2 separate regions of the Sus scrofa genome follow, and region 2 is linked to region 1. A link is a contact called in public Hi-C data. All regions are on one chromosome and are shown on one strand. Each heading gives the region's core, a stretch centred on a gene start, on an enhancer-like site or on the middle of the called end of the contact. The rest is flanking DNA. Distances are from core to core; before and after follow the strand shown. Region 1 holds the start of KDM1A (lysine demethylase 1A). Region 2 holds the start of HNRNPR (heterogeneous nuclear ribonucleoprotein R).

Region 1 (3,878 bases), core at 115-2,614:
CCAGTGTTCTGCTTATTGCTGGTGTCCCATGTGGTCCTTTGTTTCAGAGGCTGATGATACCTTATCACATTGTAAGTGTAGGGCTTACATTCCAGTTCCACCACTTACCCAGCTTTGTGACTCTGGGCAAGTTGCTTAAACTGTGTGCCTCAGTTTACTCATTCCTCAAGTGGGGCTAGCAATACCTGCCAATTGGTGTTTAGCCAAAATACAATGTTGGTGACGCTCTGAACACAGCACCTGGCACCCAGAGATGTGAGGCAAGCTATCGCCTGTACATATCGTCATGTGACAAATCTTTTTCTTCCTGTATATCTACACCTTGACTAATTGATATTTGCCCTCTTCATCAGCTTCCTCCTTTGTAAAAATCTACGTCAAAAGAACGTTGACAGGATAAAAAGAAAAAGAGGAAAACTCTCCAGCATACAGAAAGGGCTCGAAAAAAAAAACCAAAAAACTTCCTTTTTTTCTGTCTTCAAGGCTAAGGCAATTTCTTTAGCATCATCCTACAGCCCCAACACGCTCCCAGCTGAAACACAAAAATACTGCCGAGCGGCTTCCAGATACATCTGTGAACAAGTGATATACGTCTTCAACAAGGCCCACCACAACTCCACGTCAGGGAGCCATTTTTTCCCAACCAAGAAAAGGAAAAGGTGTACGAGATGCAACGAGTAAAACAGCTCTCCCCGCCATCCCCCTTTCTCCCTGGACGGCCGGGTCCCAGCACAAAGACGCATTCACCGCTGGCAAAGACCTTCCCCTCTCTCACCCCACCCACCCGACTAGTGGGGGGGTGGGTGGAGATCCGTGACTGGGGAGGTCGAGGTGGGCGTGGGGCTCAAGGCCCAAGACCCCGGCAAGCGAGGGTGAGTGGTTATGGGGCTGGACAAGCTCGAGGAAGCTAGGTACTGGGATTTGTGGTTCAAGGGAGGGGTCGCGCCTCACCTTCGCCCGCTTGCGCCGGCTGGTCCGTCGCCCCTCCGGAGTCTCTGCGATTCCCGTTTCCATGGGGGTCGCAGATCCAGGCACGACGGTAGGCCCGGCTTGAGGCCCGGCGGACCCCGGCGGCTCGGCCAGGCCCCCGGGGGGAGAGGCTCGCGGGGGCTCCTTCTTGCGGGGAGTGCGCTCCCCAGCTGCCCCCGGCCCGGCCTCGGCGGGGCCGGACAGGCCCGCGGGCGGCGCAGTCACCTCCGAGCCGTTCTCCGCGCCGCCCGCTGCCGAGGCACCGGCCTCCGACCCGGCCGCTGCCGCCGCCGCCGCCGCCGCTGCGGCGGCTGCTGCTTTCTTCCCAGACAACATCTCGGGCCGCCTGGCCGCCGACGGCCGTAGGGGCCGCTCGGTCTGTCGGTCCGTGGGTCCGAAGCCGCCTTGCCTCACTTCACACAGTCTGCGCGCTACCAACCGCCGCCGTGAACGCACACGCGCGGAGCGCGCTCCCGCCGCGCCGGGACAATAAGGCCAGAGACGCCCACGGCCCCGCCCTCCCCGCTGCCATAGAGCGGCGTCCTCCAGGCTAGAGCGGCGCCATGGCAAACAGCGCGATGCTTTCCTAGAGCGTCTCCTTAGCCTTTGGGATCGGTCCCAACACCGTCCCTACCCTAGGGTTTCTGGGCCGGATTGCACCTCCGAGGGCGACCATTTCCTCCAGGGACTTGCGTGCTCCCTCATTCATTCATTCATTCATTCATTCATTCTCATTCACCTACTTGTCAACTCAACCAATATTTATTAAGCTTTACTGACTGACAAGTTCTGGCTTTCAAATAGTTTACAGTTTAGTGAGGGAAAACACTGACATGTAACTGGTAGATCTTATTTACTATTCATAATTGTCCTACTTGAACTGGGGGAATCTTGGAGAGCAACTGAGTTTCGTGGTAATAAAATGGAAAATAAAATAGGAAACGCAATATGCGTCCAGAAGGGATTGCCCTTGCTTCCAGAGCTTTGTTTATGCTCTTCATTTTGTCTGGACCCTCTCCCTCCTTCACACTCCCTCACTCGCACCCTTTTCCACTCCTACGCTCCCCATCCCCACAACATGACATCTTTCCACTCCAGGTTAATTCTTTCTAATGTCGCTGATGGTGGTGGTGGTTTATTCTTTTAATTCCTCAAGGAATACTTCACTGACTTGGAACAGACTGCGTTCAAGTTTATTCCCACTGGGACATGGAGCGGTAATTGCTTTTTCACAAGTCTGTGTCTTCAAAGCGTAATTTTCAAACAATGGAAGTTTGAGAACTGGTGAAATTAATCTCTAGTGATAGACTCCAATCAGTGGTTGCCTGGGATGAGGGTGGAGGTTGACTTCAAAAGAGCTGGAGAGAACAGGCTGAGAGTGATTGAAATGTTTCCTATCGTGATTGGGGTGTGAGTGTATTAGTCAAAACTCATTTTAACTATACACATAAAATAGGTATATTTTATGTCAACTGTACTTCGATGAAGTTGAATTATTATTATTATTTTTTTAATTTTAGCCACCCTAGGCATATGGAGTTCCTGGGCCAGGGATCAGGGCTCAGTTCCCAGCAGCTGTTTCAACCTATGCCACAGCTACAGCAGCACTGGATCCTTTAACCCACTGTGCCGGGTCAAGGGTCCAACCTGTGTCCTGGTGCTGCAGAGATGCCCCGATTCCCTTGCACCACAGTGGGAACTCCTTGAATTATTATTTTTTAAACTAAGCAAACAGAAAAAGAGACAAGTTCAGAAAACTAGAAGCTATGCCAAAAAGTGTAATCACAATACAACATATGGCTCAGCTGTGAACTACACTGATGGGTCTACAATAACAGATGGAATGAATATTGTTTTAACCAAAGGGATAGAATTATATTGAGAAAATGGAGAAAAGAGAGTGTGGAGACAGGGGTGAGAGGGGTTTGCAGAAGAGGGGGCAATGTGGGAATGGAGGGGGTTCAACATCAGAGCTAAATCCCCATCTACCATCATAAGAAGATAGAGCGTGTCAAAATTGAGCAATTTGGGAGTTCTTGCTGTGGTATAGTGGTTTAAGGATGAGAGTGGTCTCCGCATTGGCTTGGGTGGTTGCTAAGGCCCAGTGGGTTAAGGATCTGGCCTTGCTGCAGCTGTGAGGTAGGTTGCAGCAGCTGTGGCTCAGATTCCATTCCTGGCCCATGAACTTCCATATACTGTGGGAGCAGCCAAAAAAAAAAAAAAATTCAGAAATTCATAAATAACAGTATAAGCATACTATTTAGATATAACAAGATAGGCACCAGAAGAAACCGCTGAAAAGTTGGAATTGGTTGTCTGAGTGGTACAAAGTGAGAAGCGGGTGAGGCAGGAGATGGAAGCTTGCTTGTTTAAACCCTGTAGTTCTAGCTAACAGTTTTGCACATTTAGTAATTTGTTACAATTTAAATGAGATTTTAAAAATATGTGTATCCTTTGACCCAGCAATTCCACTTTCGAGGAAAATTTTCTTGGGAAATATTTAACTATGTGTACAAAGATTTAACTTCCATGTGTTTATCTCAGGTTCCTAAAGGCCCAACAAGTGGCCTTATATAATTAAATATATTAGAATAGCATAGTCATTAAAATTTACATCTGAACATAGAGAACTCCTAGAGTTCCCATTGTGGCTCAGTGGGTTAAGGCTCTGATGTTGTCATGAGCTGTGGTGTAGGCTGGCAGCTGCCCCTCCCATTCAACCCCTAGCCTGGGAACTTTTAGGTTTCCAGATGCGACCCTTAAAAAAAGAGAGAGAGAGAGAGAACTCCCATACAAAATAGTGAGCATATGTCAAAGATTTATTTTACTCATTATTGAGGGAATCAGCAGGATGGTAAAGCTGGTTCAAGGGAAAATAGGAGAAACTGATATAAAGTCACTGGTCAACG
Region 2 (4,126 bases), core at 717-3,216, 340 kb before region 1:
CTTTGACCTATACCACAGCTCATGGCAACACCGGATCCTTCACCAACCAAGTGAGGCCAGGGATCAAACCCGAGTCCTCATGGATAGTAGTCGGGTTCGTTACCACTGAGCCACAACAGGAACTCTGCTCAGCAGGTTAGGAAACTGACAAAGTGTCTGTGAGGATGTGGGTTTGATCCCTGGCCTTGCTCAGTGGGTTAAGGATCCAGTGTTGCCGTAAGTTTCCCCCACTTGCCATAGGTTGCAGATGTGGCTCAGATCTGGTGTTGCTCTGGCTGTGGCGTAGTATGGCAGCTGCAGCTGCAATTAGACCCCTAGCCCAGGAACTTCCATATGCTGCAGGTTTGGCCCTAAAAAAGAAAAGGAAAAAAAAAAAAAAAAAAGAATCACTTTAATTACAGTATCCAGCTGAGGGGTTCTTATCCTATGTTAAACTGACCTAAGGGAGTCTCTGAATGGAATTTGTTGGTCCCTCAATTTGGAAGGAAAAAAAATAACATCTTTATTTTCACTTTCTACTGAAATTAAGCATTCTTCCCCATTGTGGATGTGGACAACAAACCACAGAATTAGCTGTGTCTTTCACTGTCACTAATAGGAATCACAGACATTTTCATATCACATTATAGTTATGGCATTTCTTGAAATATCTTCTCATTGCTTTAAAATTTCAGTAGCTGTTTGACCTGCTGCAAGATCTTGATAAAGATTACTATATCACATATCTCCTAATTGTATTTCAACATAGTGTCTTTGATAATGCTACATATTTTAGGCATTAAAACACCTAAAAGAGGAATTCCCGTCGTGGCGCAGTGGTTAACAAACCTGACTAGGAACCATGAGATTGCGGGTTCAATCTCTGGCCTCACTCAGTGGGTTAAGGATCTGGCGTTACCATGAGCTGTGGTGTAGGCTGCAGACGTGGCTCAGATATGGCGTTGCTGTGGCTGTGGTGTAGGCCGACGGCTACAACTCTGATTGGACCCCTAGCATGGGAAGCTCCATATGCCGCGGGAAGTGGCCCTAGAAAAGGCAAAAAAGACAAAAAATAAACAAACCCTAAGAGGTCCATAGCTTATACCAGACTGTTGAATGGCACAAAACAGATTAAGAACCCTTGAGTTAGAGGGAGATTTATCTGAAGCTAATAAAGTTTAAGCTTCAAAGTCCCTTTACCATGCTCTTCCAAGACACTTCTAAATTTGTACTCATCATTTAAGATATTTTTAAGGATCCCATCATTTGTATAAGTCTCACACCCCTCAACACAAAAGTTGGATCCACCGTGATGTTTAGCTCAGTACTGGGCACATAGGTTTTGAGTAAATAATTTTTGGTTGATAGCTTCTGGAAAATCTAATGGTCCTCGAAGTGTATATGGAAGTCTTGCGGAACACTGCTTGACTTCCTCCACTCCGGCGCGGAGGGGAAGGGTGGGGTGTTGGAAGTTGAGGTAGGGAAGGAAGGGATGTGGGATTAGAGGTTTGGATTAAGGCGAGGACGAGGAACAAACCAGTAGGTGTGGAGGGTGAGAAATGTTTCAGAATAACGGAAATTAGTCTCCTTTGGGAATTAGCTCTTTTCCTGGCACGGCTCTTTGGGGTTCGTGATGTATACGTCTGTCCTGCTTTCTGAATATTAATTAGCGTCAAACCCCGCGAAGAAAGGTCCCTGCTCTGTCATTTGTACTTAACTGCTTCTGAGTAATGCCCACTTTAGCGATTTCTCCCACATTCTGATCTGCTCCCAAGGATGTGTGGAAGGCAGCCGAGGAAGCCGTTTTCTGAGCGTTCCAAGGGATGATTTTCTACACGAAAAGATTCTCGGAAAAAAACGGGCGAGCCAAATCCTTAGATCGTGCTCTAATTAAAGTCCCAAAGACGACCTAGAGGAAGGCCGGACCGCGTGGCGGTGGGCGTGTCTGGGGCGAACGCCCGCGGCGGCCGCGGCGGCGGCACGCGGGGGAATCACCAGCGCTGCGGCAGCGGCGAAGCGGCGGGAAGGCCGCGGCCCGCCAGGGCCGGCGCGGACGGCAGGGGGCGGGATTCCGGAGGCGGCCACGCGGCGCGAGGCCTACTTTTTCGGCTTCGCGTCTGCAGCAGACGAGGAGGGCGGGGCCTCGGCCACCCTGGGCCCGGTGCCCCGCAGCCTCGCCTCCACCCGGGGCTTCACGATAGACCCCTTTGTGTTCCTACCCCCGCCCCGGAGGCGCCCCAGCCGGCGGCGCTGAGTTCCCTCATTGGCTCAGCCTACGGCTTCATCGATTGGCTCCCGAGCGTCCGGAGTAGTGAGCCTCTTCTCACTACTATTGGTCCTCTGAGCTGTCCCTTAGGCTGCCGCGCGAGGTGATTGCCCGGCCGCTCCGAGTCCCTGGAAGCAGTTCCGGGAAACCCCGCGTGCTGCCGGGATCGCGTCTCGGTCCATGAGGGGGGGAGGGGGTGGCGCGCGCGCCATTTCTAGTCGTTTTCAAAGCGCCTCGCGCTGATTCTCACGGGCCCGGCCGCCGGCCCCAGATCTGTCCTGGTGAGTCTCGCGCCGGCCCGCGGGGGGAGGGGCCGGGAGCCCCGATCCGACCCTAGTGGGCCTGGCCGGGGCTCCGCACCGCGTCCCGTTTGGTTTTCTCCGAGGCCCCGGGGTGGGGGTGGGGATGGGCTGGGGGCGGCTTTGGCCTCTCCCGCCGCACCGCTGAGGGCCTAGCCCCGCTGAGGCGCCTCCTCACCCTCGCTCATCCTCCCCCCGCCCCTCCAACCCCTAGCCCTCGGTCCGGCCCACCGGGCGCCCTTCGCGCGGCCTGCCGGGTCGGTCGCGCTTTTCCCGCCTCCGCCTGTCGCTCCTCGCGGCCGGGTTGGGCCGGGCCGGACCAGCGGCCTGAGGCGTCCACGGCACCATCGCCTTTCCCCGTCGGAGCCTCCAAGCTCCTGTCTCAGTCGGCCTAGCTATGAGTGGGATGTGTTGATGCTTGGGACAGGCATGAGTGGGGGTGGGTGGGCAGAGGGCGGGATGCAAACCCCGAGTGACCTGAGCCGGGAGAAAACTTTTGTGCGAAGCAGAGGCCGAAAGGCGGGTATGTGTAGAAAGCCTCCTTCCCCTCCCCCATTCTGCATGCTGCGAGTCGAGATTTGAAGGAAAAAATGACTATTAGAGGCCATGAAACTTAGGCTTCGAGCGGCGTCTGAGATACATAATTCCAGGAATGTCACAGGCGCACTAAATTGGAAAGGCGATTCTTTTTTTTCTATGGTAGAAGCCGTATTGCCAGAATTTAAAACTTGAAGCCCTGGGGTTCTTGAAGGGTTCAGTCCTTTTACGCTACCTGTTTGAGATTTTTGCTGTCCTCTGGAGGCTGAATTTATGTCTCATGAGTCAGTCGTAGGATAAGGGCTTGACACTCCTAAGCCGAGTTAACCGTTAGTTTTCATTTCGTTGGTTCTTTAAAAGCCAGTCTCTTAAATGTGAAGAGTTTTCACGAGATGTTCAGAAAAAGTCAGGGAGAGGCTAGTGTCAGACTTCCCCAATGTCCCAGCAGCCCTTATTTAAATTTCTACTTTTTGCAAAACAGTGTAGATCAAATGACTTTAGTCACATTAGTATATTTGCTGCATCCAGAAATATGGTTTGGCTGTGTGGCATTGTATTGACACAAAACAAGAGTTTTAAATGGTCTCATAATGACATAAAAATCTTTTTAAAAATGAGCACATTGTATTTGGCTTGGAGAGAGGTTTTCCTTGACATGAAAGGTTTTATTTTCTGGACTCTAATAGCTGTACTTTTTTTTTTTTTTTTTTTTTTTTTTTTTAAGGTTACAGACTTTTTGAAATTTTCAACCAGTTTCAGAATCACCTTGTAGAGAGCCTTTGCAGTGAATGGTAGACATAAATATTTGTCTTGCGATTAATACACAACTTGTCTTTTTGCTTTACACATACTTAAAAGAAAAAATACCACCTTAACAGATGTTTATTGAACTTTTCTGTTAAAAATTTGCTTTCTTTCCGTGACTAATAGAATTCTCAGATGCAATACTGCAAGGGTTTGTGTTACCGAGAACTTTTGAGTTCTGATGATCTTATGCTCGTATGGGGGGGGAACAACTGTATGTTCATAAAGAGATTTTGGACTT

The links. A called contact is a pair of places that touch in the nucleus more often than the background predicts.
Region 2: a Hi-C map of liver shows a contact between it and region 1, with 4 times the contacts expected there. The contact joins the promoter of HNRNPR here to the promoter of KDM1A in region 1. A contact is called at or near these places in 2 of 5 promoter capture datasets (fetal skeletal muscle and liver), 1 of 47 Hi-C or Micro-C datasets (liver) and 1 of 2 datasets of contacts at active chromatin or transcription factors (alveolar macrophages).

The regions. Positions count from the first base shown.
Region 1 is chr6:80,900,982-80,904,859 of Sscrofa11.1, reverse strand. It overlaps KDM1A (lysine demethylase 1A), which reads right to left and starts at 1,364. Exons shown (of 22, transcript NM_001112687.1): 1 at 952-1,364. The coding sequence starts at 1,305.
Region 2 is chr6:81,237,663-81,241,788 of Sscrofa11.1, reverse strand. It overlaps HNRNPR (heterogeneous nuclear ribonucleoprotein R), which reads left to right and starts at 1,966. Exons shown (of 11, transcript XM_021095513.1): 1 at 1,966-2,526.